3 separate regions of the Zea mays genome follow, and regions 1 and 3 are each linked to region 2. Evidence: chromatin contacts called from public Hi-C data. All regions are on one chromosome and are shown on one strand. Each heading gives the region's core, a stretch centred on a gene start, on an enhancer-like site or on the middle of the called end of the contact. The rest is flanking DNA. Distances are from core to core; before and after follow the strand shown.

Region 1 (3,908 bases), core at 1,369-3,868, 220 kb after region 2:
AAATTTCTTTATACTATGTGATACATGCATGAAAACACATATACAAGATAAATTGGAATAATGCCTTAATAAAATATATAAGATAAGGAAAACACCTCTTCATGCTGGTATTTTGATTTGTGCATTTAATCTGAGTGTGAAATTCACAACCGAATTTGAATTCAAATTTGAAATCTAAAAATAAAAAAGAAAAATAAAAAGGAAAAGAAAAAGAAAAGACGCCGCATGGGCCGAATCCAGCCTGGCCGGCGCACTCTCCTCTCAGCGTGGCCCATGTGATCGAGTCGGCGCCGACACCCTGGGCCCACTGGTCGGTCTCCCATTGACGGCCCTACGGCGAAGCCAACTACACCTCATGTTCCTCTAATTAATCAGCTAAGGGCGTCCATTCCACCCTCATGGTTGCACTGTTATCCCGGGTTGTCATTCCCCGAACAGGTCCTTACGGAGAGGCACTCAAGAAAATGGCCTGAGTCTCCTAAAGTATCACAAGATCATCATCGGGATAACATCGTCGTGTCATAAATATTCTCATCGTATTCATTGATTAAGTTGAAGCAATAGCATAATGCTAACCATGATAACCCAAAAGGTAAACAAGGATAAGGTAAATAGAAACCTAGTCAATCCTTAGGTTTCAAAAGTAGTGTGGGACAATAAATTATAAGTAGATATGACATAATGGGTCAGAGGACACTTGCCTTCACCAAACAGATGCTCAGGGTCTTCAACCTTGTGGAACTCGAAGAGCCTGATCACTTGGTCGCCAACGCTTGATCGTCGATCCCTCGAAGCTCGAAAACGGACCGCAATCTTATCGCAACGCGAAGCGAAGACAAACAGGCACAGGCAAATAAACATATATATGCATAAGAACATTACACCATGCTAAAGAGATAATAATAAAAACATGCAATACGTAATAGAGCTCGCTACTACGGTTACGCGAAGATCAAAAAAGCGACGGTTAAAGCTACGGTCGAGAAGTTATAACGTTTACGCTACGCTAGTAATAGTCAGGACATTTAATTCGACATTATTAAATATAAATTATAACTGCTATTTAGTTTTGATTAAATCTGCTACACTAACAATTGGCAAATAAATAAGTAATATAATTAGCACGAGAGATTCTAAGCGAGGCGAGTTTACGATGCACGAAACAGCACAATAGTGTGCAGACGACGCGTGGACACGTGCGACATAGCACGCGAACGACGCACGAGACAGTGCGCGTGACCGGCGTGGATGACACGCGAATCAGCACGCGACCACGAGCACATCACGCGCGAACAGCGTGCAAACAGTGTAACGACGCGTTATAGTCGGTAATAGATACCGCGATGATACTAAACAAGTATTAAATGAAAAGCGTTTAAGTTGGTATTAATCAAGTAAACATTTATTTATAAAAGCACAAGTTAAAAACTATAAACTAGTTTTAATTAGAAGGTCATTTTTAATAAGTATAGAATGAACAACTAATTAAATATTTAAACTTGTGACGTGAAAAAATAACGTTACTAATATGAAATCGACGTTGTAACGAAGTTGCCACGACTGAAACGAGTAGAAATGGGTTTATGACGCATTGTATATTGAATAACTAACAATTCGTGGCTAATAAACGACGCGACATACGAATACTACTAAATTATATTGTTTTTATATTTAGTCGACAAAAACACGTTAACAGGTATCTACAAACGCATAATTAAAATTATAAATTAGATTTGATTGAATTGTTATTTTAATAATCGGGAACTAAACAATTAATCGATTATTTAACATGAACAATACGGCGAAATGATTTTATCAAAGCATGCAAATAGCGAATTACGCGAACAACGACGCGAGTGAACAGTATGTGAATTAGCACGCGCGACGCGCGGACGAACATGCAAATAAACGACGACTACGCACACGACATGCTTGGAACAGCACGCGAACGACGCGTGTCAATGTGCGCAGCACGTAAAAACGTGCGCGCGACACACACGAATGACTAACTAATGTCGCGTTTATACTAAGCAAGAATGGATTAACATGTATTTATGAAAGGGTGGTTTAAAATGATAAGTTAGTTTAAACTAAATTGTTATTTTGATAAACAATGAACGAACTAACAATTAACTAAATAAATAAAACATAGGTATTGACAAAATAATATTTTTTTAATGTGTGCACGATATTATTACGAAGCTAACGCAACCATCACAGTATAAAATGGATTTATAACGCAAACGTTAACACATATTTAATACCCAAATCATAGTAAAGAAAGGGTTAGAATATATGGTGTTTATGGAAATTTCTTTATACTATGTGATACATGCATGAAAACACATATACAAGATAAATTGGGATAATGCCTTAATAAAAATATATAAGATAAGCAAAACACCTCTTCATGCTGGTATTTTGATTTGTGCATTTAATCTGAGTGTGAAATTCACAACCAAATTTGAAATCAAATTTGAAATCTAAAAATAAACAGAAAAGAAAAAGAAAAGACGTCGCATGGGCCGAATCTAGCCTGGTCGGCCCACTCTCCTCTTAGTGTGGCCCATGTGATCGAGTCGGTGACGACACCCTAGGCCCACTGGTCGGTCTCCCTACGGCCGCGATGCTGGCGCCGCGCTCGCTGATCTGGTGGCATGCTGGCAACCGGGCCTGCACGTCGGCCACTCATGTGCGCGCTCCGATTCTACCACTGGCGCGTGGGGCCCGTATGTCGGATGGGTCATCCCTTCCACGGAACAGGTCTCAACCGAACACGACATTGGCGAGAGCTCTGCGGGAATTTGTTCGGGGGGTGCTGGGGGAATTAAAGTTCGACGCTATGGCGACCATAAAGCTGGGCACCGAGTCTTCACCTCTTTTCCTCTCTCGCCGTATGTTATCCACCGCTGCCGAAACCATGGAGGAAGAGACTGCTCGCACCGCCGCCGGTGATCTTCATCTGTGCCGACGTCTCGGCCTCGGCGCATGGCCGAAAGCGTGTGCCAGGATCTAGGGAAGCCATCTGTGTCCTCAAGACGAGTCTAGCATCTTCAGGACACGAGAAATTCCTCGTCGGTCGACGAGGAAGGCGCCACGCTGTGCGTCATCGTGGACTGCTTCACCTTCATCGGTGTTTTGGGTGAGAATCTCCCCTCTAGTTTCACTTTTGTCCCCGCATCGCGTAGGCTCAATCGATTGCGGATTTAGGGCTCGCGGTCGCTGATTCGTAGTTCGCCGGCGGAAACTCCATCGTGGGACTCATTTCCGCCGCCCTGCTCCGGCCTAGGTGAGGGGAGCTTGCTCGGGTCGTTGGATCCGCACTGAACGGTCTAGATTAGAGTGTAGATAATGTTTGGATGTGTTGGATCTTAGCCGCCCATCTGGATAGGACGACTGTTATGGCCCTGTTTGTTTCGGCTTCTGGCAGCTTCTGGCCACCAAAATCTGTTGCAAATTGCCAAACGCTCAGCTTTTCAGCCAGCTTCTACAAAATTCGTTGGGGGCAAAAACCATTCAAAATCAACACAAACACATAATCGGTTGAGTCGTTGTAATAGTAGGAATCCGTCACTTTCTAAATCATGAGCCCTATGAACAACTTTATCTTCCTCCATACGTAATCGTAATAATACTCAGATTTTCCCCACAGCCAGATTCTCCCCACAGCCGGATTTTCAGAAAAGCTGGTCAGAAAAAAGTTGAACCAAACAGGCCCATTATATCATGGTGTAGGAGAACCTCTAGTTGAGGATTTTGATCTGACAGCAAAGATTCCGTACCGGTTCGGCTTGTATTTCTGACTGTTGATCTCGATCGAACGGATTAAATAGGTCTAAGGTAGATATAATCTCCACCGTTGATTTTTAATCCAGTGTCGGGTAGCGCGTACTGGCTGACTTGGTTAT
Region 2 (4,507 bases), core at 1,074-3,573:
GCTATAATAAAACTGCAATAACTTTCTGATCTAATGTCCGATTGAGGTGTTCTTCGCGGCCACAGAAAGATATCTAAATTATCTACAACTCATAAATATACTTTTTATTTTTTTGAGGCCTCTAAGACCACGGAAAACTGGCATGAACAAAAACTATCGAATCTGTTATTCTGTAGAGACTAATTTGGAGATCAAAAATCTAATCTCCCATCTAATCCAACATAAAAGGGCTAATTGCAGGGCCTAAAACTCATCCAAAACAAGGTAAAACATCCATCAAGTGAGGACAATGGAGAGAGGAAAAGAAATCCAACCAATTCTTGAAGAGGAACGATGACGACGACAGGCGACTGTGTGCCCTAATCTTCCCTCTCTTCTCTCCCTTGTTCTTCCTTTCTTCTCTTGGGGCAAGGCACAAAAGGGGATGGCTGCTAGGGTGGGAGGACGTGGCTGCTAGGGTTAGGGAGGTATAAATATAAGAAAACTCCCTCAATCCTAATATCTAATGGCTCAGATCGACCGACACTTGAAAAAACTCATTCAGACTCCAAACAAGGCAAACTAGTAGTCGATCGGAATCGTCTCGACGATATCTATGCATCTACGGTCTCCGATCATCAAGAGGACACACCATATTAGGATTATAAACATGATTTAGTTTTTAGGGTATTATAAAATCTTTGCTAAAATGGATGGAACTTTAGTAGTCGATGGTGTTTCTAGTATGTCATGTGGTGGTGGCATGTGTTTCGAGTGTGGCTATGTCCCTGTTTGAACTCGGAATTTTTTATGTACTGGACAACTATATGCATATTGTCATGCAGAGACGGGAATAATCAAGTTATTCTCTATTTAAAAAAATGTAATTAGTATTTGTACAACAACGCCATTCTCATTGTTCCCTTAATTTAATCTGTACAGTATGCCATTAGCATCGAAATAAACGCAATATTAGCTACCATGCATGCCTTCATATTGGTTAGCTGGATGGATCTTCATTAGACGATGGACTATATACATATGTATGTGGAACAGTTATTCATCAATTTGTTCTCAGTTTAATTTGCTGCTCTTCCACAAGGTTGCACTCGCAGGATTAGGACAGGAGGGGCGCTAGCTACTAGCCGTACGTGGAGCCCAAGCTTTCACTGAAGTTGGGAGCGTGATATGACAGTTTGGTTAATCCCTTGAGTGCTGGTTTGGTGATTAGGAAATTGAAGAGATTCCTCCCTACGAAGTGTGGACCTCATTCAATTCATGGTATTCAAATAAATATCCATTATTTTTAGAAACAATATATATATATATATATATATATATATATATATATATATGAAAAATAGGAAGTGAATCAAATAAATAAAGTAATTTTATTAATTTGGACCATAATATCTCCTTTCTACCTTTCATACCTAACCAGCCTAATAGATGGTTGTGACATCTGAGACCCAACGGAACGATAAAGTATACCTAGTACTCACGACAAAAAATCTCCAAACTTTATTATAGCAGCATCTCTGTCGCACCACCGCGGCTCCGCGGTGCCACGCCCAGGTCTCACTAATTGTCGCCGGTATAAAAATCTCTACCGTATAAAGTGAGCCTGGATGGTTCAGGTGTTGCTTCATGGCGTTGAGTGAGGAGGACATTCCTGTCTTGGCGCGCAAAGGCTTATCAGGAGGGTCACCAATAGCCACAAATGAAACCGTTAAACTTTATATTGTCTTTTTCTAAATCGCCTGGGGTATCAAAGTAACCGTATCTTGGCCCATCTGTTTTGACTTTTTCCATTTCTGGCCACCAAAAACTGTTGCGGACCGCCAAACGTCCTATCTTTTCAGCTGAATTCTATAAAAATCGTTTTGTTAAAAACTGTCCAAAATCAACAAAAACACAGAATTGGTCAAGTCGTCACAATATTAAGAATCTATCGTTTTTTAAATTCTGAACACTTTGAACCACTTAATCTTACTTTGTATGTAATTATTATGATACTTAAATTCTCTATACAGTCAGATTCAATAGCGAGAAAAAGCTAAATCCTTGCCGGGAGGTTCGCGGTTCGTACCATGGAACCCAGCGGCGGTCGGGGAAAGAATTAGGCCTAATCATCTGGATCATAGGTATTCGACGGCTTCTTCCTACATGACGGTCCTCTATTGCTGGAAGGCCCGCCCCTGGGCTGGCTGGTAGTGGACTGGTGGTCGGGGTTTCTGACTTACAACAGGGTCGCCTTCTCCGGCCCGACAACAGCACAGCCCACAACACGAACACGGCCCACGTCGCCTTCCTCCAGACTCCACCAGTCTCCTCCGGACCGAGCACAGCACAAACCACAATTTGATTTTGACCCGTCGCCTGCCTGGCCGCCTCCTAGTCGTAATCCCGCCCCGCCGCCTCCCCCTCTCCGGCCTTCTCCGCTCCGCGCGGGCGCCATGGTGAGTGAGCCTTCCCTCCCGTCCCACCCTCGCTCGATCTACAACATCCTACCCTACCCCCCCCCCCCCCCCTGGATCTGACGGTGGGCAGCGTGGCAGTCGGTGACGCTGCACACGAACCTGGGCGACATCAAGTGCGAGGTGTTCTGCGACCAGGTGCCGCGCACGGCGGAGAACTTCCTGGCGCTCTGCGGCAGCGGCTACTACGACGGCACCGTGTTCCACCGCAACATCAAGGGCTTCATGGTCCAGGGCGGCGACCCCACCGGCACCGGCAAGGGCGGGTCGTCCATCTGGGGCGCCAAGTTCGCGGACGAGTTGAGGGAGTCGCTCAAGGTTGCTTTGCTTGCCTGCCTGGTCGGTTCCTTTTTCTAGACTGCTTTCCTTGACATGTCTGCTGAATTGTTTGCTGGGATTGGTTGGCTTGGCGCATGGGCAGCACAACGCGCGCGGGATCATGTCGATGGCCAACAGCGGGCCCAACACCAACGGCAGCCAGTTCTTCATCACCTACGCCAAGCAGCCGCACCTCAACGGTCACTACACCGTGTTCGCCAAGGTCATCCACGGCTTCGAGGTGCTGGACCTCATGGAGAAGGCGCAGACGGGACCCGGGGACAGGCCGCTCGCCGAGATCAGGCTCAACCGCGTCACCATCCACGCCAACCCGCTCGCCGTCTGAACTCCTCTTCCTACCGCTCTCCCCTCCACTCGCTCCTGTCCTCATCCACCGGGATCTGAGCGTCATCAGCCTTGCTTTCAACCGCAAAATCACGCTTTGGTTTCGGAACATCAATCTGTAGCTCTCTAATTTTATACCGATGCTGTGACATGTAACCTTTGATAGATTTGTTTTGCCTGGCGTTTTTTTTTTTTTTTTTGCTTCATCGACCATCAAAATCTTCACCGGCCATGTCTGCCAGGGTTTGAGTTTGACACTGTAACTTGCAAAACAATATAGCAGCCATGGTCAGCAAAGAGATGGTATAACTGATTCGATACATTGGCCCAGATGCGACCTCGTACTCATTACAACTGTGATCCTATAACTAGTCATACAGAAATAACAACAGCAATAAAAATAATGCATCATCATAACAAGCTTCTCCATGTAGAAATTGCAACATATAAGAATTCCAGTTATATAATTCTCTAGTGCTTTTCTTTTCTAATTTGACTTCTCTAAAAAACACTCTTACGTCCCTGTTTAGCACCAAAATGAGCGTGAGGACGGTCCGGTCGGACGGTCCGCGGTCCGGATGGTCTGCGCCTGTGGGTCGGACGGTCCGCGCGTGCGCAGAGCAGTTTAGAGTTTCGAGTTTTGTGCTACGGTTGTTAGTTAGATTCGCGGACATAACTCGGAAATTAGTTTGTAAAGGGTTCAGCCCCTCCTCTATAAATAGAGATGTATACGGCCGATTTGTAATCATCAATCGAATAAAAAATACTTCTATTTCGCATTTATTTCCTAGTAGTAGTTCTAGTCTAGTTCTAGTTTAGCCTCCCGATCCCCAAATTCTTCGCTTCTCTTCGACTCTACGTCGATTAGAGGAGTCTAGGACGGTCTGCCCGAGCCTAGACAACTCCTAGGATCTCTCCTCCCCGACGGTGTCCTTCCCGGGAGCGAGATTTAGGCGCCGGCGGCGATCTTCCGCTGCCCCTGCGCACGCGCGGACCGTCCGGCCCCAGGGCGCGGACCATCCGGCCGTCAGGCAGGAACCCTAGCCTCGAGCTAGGCCGCGGACCGTCCGACCCCAGCGCGCGGACCGTCCGCCCCTGTGCAGAGAGCACCGCCGCTGGTTCGTGTTGAGTGTTTGGCGCCCTAAAAAGGTGTCAACATACTTTTTGGCGATTTCGCTGGGGAAAACACATATAGACCTATCAAATCAGCTCTCAATGGCCGGTTCAAAGGATAGCTCTGAAATTTCCACCAGCAATATCATCACACCGACATGGGAAACCTAGCCGGCTGAAGAACAACTCCTGTTCGAGGAGCGTCAGGAGCAGCTGATCCAAGAAGCAAAGGCGAAGTTCCTGGCCGACTTCAAAGTGGACAGGAACAACAAAGT
Region 3 (4,586 bases), core at 467-2,966, 170 kb before region 2:
CTTGCTCATCAGATAACTGAGACCCCAACAAGTACCCTTTGTTCTGCTATATCTTGACATAGAAACATAGGCTTCGGCTGATCTGCCGAAGTAGCCTTCTCTCTTTTGTATTTGTACTGCTGACAGGCTTCATCTGCATCTATGTTATGGATTGCTTTTGAATCTGTCCAATTTTCTTCGGCCCTTCTGGCAGCTTCTTGACTCCCATGAACAGTAATGAGTCTTTGTTTCGAAGGTATCTTCATGCATAAATATGCTGGATGAAGTATTGCTTCGTAGGCATTGAGTGTCCCTCGACCAATGATTGCATTGTAGGGGTATTCCATATCAACAATGTCAAAGATAACTTGTTCAGTCCTTGTGTTGTGGACATAGCCGAAGGTAACTGACATTGTGATTTTACCAAGTGCGACAATCTGCCTTCCTCCGAAGCCACAAAGAGGGTGTGTAGCATCATGAATCTTGTCTTCTGGCTCTTGCATCTGTCTGAAGGCCTTAGCAAATATGATATCCATTGCAGGCCCGTGTCAACCAGAACATTATGGACCAGAAATCTCTTGATGACATAAGATATGACCATAGCATCATTGTGAGGGTAATCTTTGAGCTGAAGGTCCTCCTGGGAGAAGGTGATTGGGATGTGAGACCATTTGGACTTGATGAAGGGTCCCTGCACCTCAACATGCTGCACCGTTCTCTGCGCTTCCTTCTTCTGCTTCTTGTTAGCCGGCTCTGAACTTGAACCGCCTATTATCGGGAGCACCAGCTTCGTAGCCGAAGGTGCTACGACTTGGTTGTTGAACGAAGCCATCAGCTCAAAAGTGGAAGTGAGTTCACCGGAGGTGGGGCGCCAATGTTGGGGGACTTGTTCTCAAATTCTATGAGTTAAGAATAAGGCAACACAAAAGAGGTTAATAGTTAATGCCCTTCGTCCTTCGAAGCATTATTTCCCTTAGGGTATAACGATCTTCGGACGAAGGTTATGAAGGACATACCTTCATCATCACAGTATATGTTAATGAAAGAAGAAGCATATAAAATATGAGAAATAATATAAATAATCATATGCCATCATTAATATATCTTTATTATATCATCATGGATGAATAAGAACAATATTGAATTACATTTGTACCTTCGACTTAACAGAAGACAAAAGTACAAGCGTGACGTACGAGCGAATACAAGCCAGCGTGAACAGTATGGGAGTACTGTTCACCTATTTATAGGCACGAGACGCAGCCCGATCAAAATTAAATTTATGTCCTCGACAACTAGTTACAATCATGACACAAATTATCGTGGACCGATTGGTCTTTTCCTCTTTAAGTCGGTGCAGCTCTTCGTCTCAAGGTATGTCGCTATGTCGAAGCTCCCTGGATGGTAGCTTCAGCATGCACCTTCGCGTTGTATTTGCTTATGTGCTGATATTTCGAAGGTGTTTATTTTTAAAGAAGCTTCGGCGACGAAGCAGACCCCAATAACGATAGCCCAATACAATTCTATTTAAAACCAATCGAACTATGCTTACTTAGATCCACGAACGGACAGTGCCCGCTCGATTAAATTGGTACGATCCATAACGAGTCGGGCCGTGTCGGTACGGACGGCCCATTAGCCACGTAGAGTCGACCCGCCGCCCCGTTGTAGCCCCGGTCCCACCTCGCACGCCCTCAGGCCTCGACATCCACTGCCTTCCGTTCGTCTCAATCCCCCGTCGCATTCCGCAACACCTGCTCCTCGCCCCCTTCTCTCAGAGGCGACGCCTCGGGCGCTCCTACCCTGCCCCGTCTCCGGTCCCCCCGCGCCGTCGGCGAGGCAGCCGGCCGTCACAGAAGCCCGATCCGGACCCCGCGAGGTCAGTTGAGATCCCTCTTCTTCCTGCTCCTCCTCCCGCCGCTAGATCTGCTCACCTCACCACACCGATTGGCCACTTCCGATCGCCGCGCCGGTCCTCGACACCGCCGCCGCTGCCGTCGTCGTTCTGGAGTTCGGGCCTCCTTCGCTCGCGCGTCTACGCGTGGCTCCCATGCCAGATCTGTTTTTTTTCTGGTCGATTGCCTAGTTTTGGAATGGTTGCCCTGTTTTGAGTTCTCTTCTCACGGAACGGTTTGGATGCTGTGTGGTGTTGGTGGCTAGGTACGTTGGTAACTAGTTATCTGGATCAATCATTGCTCGTGCTGTGTTGTAGATGAGTAGATCGCGTCTGCGTCTGTTGTCCATATCGTTGTGTGCGTGGGCCCCTCGTCTCGTCATATCGAGATTCGCTCGTTTATTCAGGTGCTGCGAGCATGCAATTTTGTAGTTGATATGTCGCTACATAAATCAGATTTTAGAAACAACATCCAGGTAAAAATTTTATCCCGGGAATTTTCTCCACGCCTCCTGAGTGAGAAGAAGAGGCAGCCAAAGAAGGCCGAAGGCTATAAATAAACACTCTTGGTGTCTGGGCACCAAATGACTAGATTTATTCATGCCAAATTTTACTTTCGTGGAGCATTTGTCTCCACTCGATTCAATTCCTCAGAATGTTTAGATGCCTAGTGATGATGTTTCTTTCCTGAAATCACATTTACAGGCAATATAAATAGGAGCCTTTGTGTGGAATCTTTTCCGGGATCAATCAATTATAATCGTTTGAACTGAAGCCCATGCCATTTTTATTTGGGTAGTTGAGACTCACAGTAGCATTCAACATGCCAGCATGAATTAGTTAATTTTATTTGGATCACATATTCACATGTATCACAGAGTCAGTAGTATTCTTGTGTTCTTCAAGCAAGTCAACCCAGAGAGCTTTTAGTCATAAATTTGCAGTGGTTTGGTTCATCTATTCTTTGGTTATGCGCCATCAGAGATCTGTTTTTGTATATTCTATCCAAATGTTCCTTTCTAATTTGCTTCTATATGTTTATGCAACCAAAAGTTTTGTTAAACTTATTCTATTTTATTTTCTTAGGATTTTTTATATAGTTACAAAGCTCTTAATATTGTTTCCTCATTTATCAATTCAGAAATCCTTGTTATACCTGATGGCTATGATTGATGAGCCTCTTTATCCAATTGCTGTACTGATTGACGAGCTCAAGAATGAAGACATCCAGTTGCGTCTAAACTCCATTAGAAGACTTTCAACAATTGCACGGGCTCTTGGAGAAGAAAGAACCAGGAAGGAGCTGATTCCTTTTCTTAGTGAAAACAACGATGATGAAGACGAGGTGCTTCTTGCAATGGCTGAGGAATTGGGTGTGTTCATTCCGTATGTTGGTGGTGTAGAACATGCTCATGTTTTGCTCCCACCTTTGGAGACATTGTGTACAGTGGAGGAAACTTGTGTCCGTGATAAAGCAGTTGAATCTCTGTGCCGTATTGGTGCACAAATGAAGGAAACTGACATTGTCGACTGGTTCATTCCAGTAGTAAAGGTAAGAGGTTCATTTATAGAAAGTATTTGGTGTAATGTTATTGTAAATAAATATTCCGCCATTGTTACTGCATTTAGTATTTGTTGATGTGCTTTTGTTGGCTCAAACAATAAAAACTGTATTTCATGTCATATGCACTATTTATCTAATTTTCCTTTACCTTACTTGGCTAGTTCACTGCTTAGATGTGGCAATTATTTTCTCCACTTCCCATGCTTTAGTAATTTAATGTGTTGTACTGATAGGCCTCTTCATTTTGTTAGATGTAGTTGGCAGTCAGCTACGCTACATGGGTCAGATCGGCCGTGTTAGCGTGGTGTGTGTGAATCACCACTGTAATGGGCCCATCCCAGCCCATGTACTTATCTATTTATAATACAGCCCCCTACACAATTAGGGTTAATGTTTCCAATCTAACAGGCAATATGAGAGGCTAATTGGGTTTATGATTAGAGATACGATTGCCACCTTTCTTAGGCATCAGGTAAGCCTCTATATAAGAATATGAGATGTATGAATCAAAGGCAATCAAGAATTATCTTAGAGACCCTCGTCTACTCTTGGGCCTTGAGATTGGGCATCACCATCCTTGGCGTGCTAAATATCAGTGTTTGGTTTGGCATCCATTCACTCTCGTACCGTCAACCCCTGTGTTCTGCACATCTCCATAATCCAGGACTAGCAAAGTGCCCTTACATTGCTACGATTTCCATTTATACTTGAGTAGAGAATAAAAGCACAAAAACATGTGTTCTGTTGGCCAGGTAGGTGTGAGTGTCGGTTTGGAGCAAACAATCATGGTCCGAATCCCCATTTGTACATAATTTTAGCTTTTTAATATTTAAATGTGGGGGACCACGATGACTGTGGGAACTGGTGCTTTATATAGTAGATAGATAGAGATGCGTTACACTCGAGTACTCGACCAAATAGCTGTTGAGTCAAGCAGCATTTTTCTACATGCAGTCATTGTTTTGCTTTCTTTACCATGTGCACTGTCAACTGATACTCTAATATTTCTCTGTTGTAGCTTTGCATTTGCTTGAACTTCAAATGACATTATAATATGCAAAACATTGATTGGTTAAGATGCATGGTTTTCTGAGTATAGCATCTCCTGCTATGGTACCATACGATGCCATACTACATGCCTTTTCATAC

The links. A called contact is a pair of places that touch in the nucleus more often than the background predicts.
Region 1: a Hi-C map of ear shows a contact between it and region 2, with 2.5 times the contacts expected there. The contact joins the enhancer-like site here to the promoter of LOC100381373 in region 2. A contact is called at or near these places in 2 of 25 Hi-C or Micro-C datasets (ear and endosperm).
Region 3: a Hi-C map of endosperm shows a contact between it and region 2, with 4 times the contacts expected there. The contact joins the promoter of LOC732740 here to the promoter of LOC100381373 in region 2. A contact is called at or near these places in 4 of 25 Hi-C or Micro-C datasets (bundle sheath, ear, endosperm and 1 more) and 1 of 3 datasets of contacts at active chromatin or transcription factors (seedling).

The regions. Positions count from the first base shown.
Region 1 is chr6:74,269,908-74,273,815 of Zm-B73-REFERENCE-NAM-5.0, forward strand. No RefSeq gene overlaps it. Among protein-coding and RNA genes, the nearest start is that of LOC100194139, 47 kb to the right of the region's middle. Within about 2 kb of position 2,619, at least 19 of the 20 cell types and tissues checked have an H3K27ac peak or open chromatin away from gene starts, as enhancers often do. A contact at or near this core is called in ear and endosperm, where this site is marked.
Region 2 is chr6:74,054,518-74,059,024 of Zm-B73-REFERENCE-NAM-5.0, forward strand. LOC100381373 (peptidyl-prolyl cis-trans isomerase-like 3) reads left to right here and starts at 2,324. Exons shown (of 3, transcript NM_001174223.2): 1 at 2,324-2,438; 2 at 2,538-2,774; 3 at 2,878-3,447. The coding sequence starts at 2,436. The coding sequence ends at 3,120.
Region 3 is chr6:73,880,878-73,885,463 of Zm-B73-REFERENCE-NAM-5.0, forward strand. LOC732740 (Serine/threonine-protein phosphatase 2A 65 kDa regulatory subunit A) reads left to right here and starts at 1,717. Exons shown (of 13, transcript NM_001112369.1): 1 at 1,717-1,858; 2 at 3,015-3,425. The coding sequence starts at 3,033.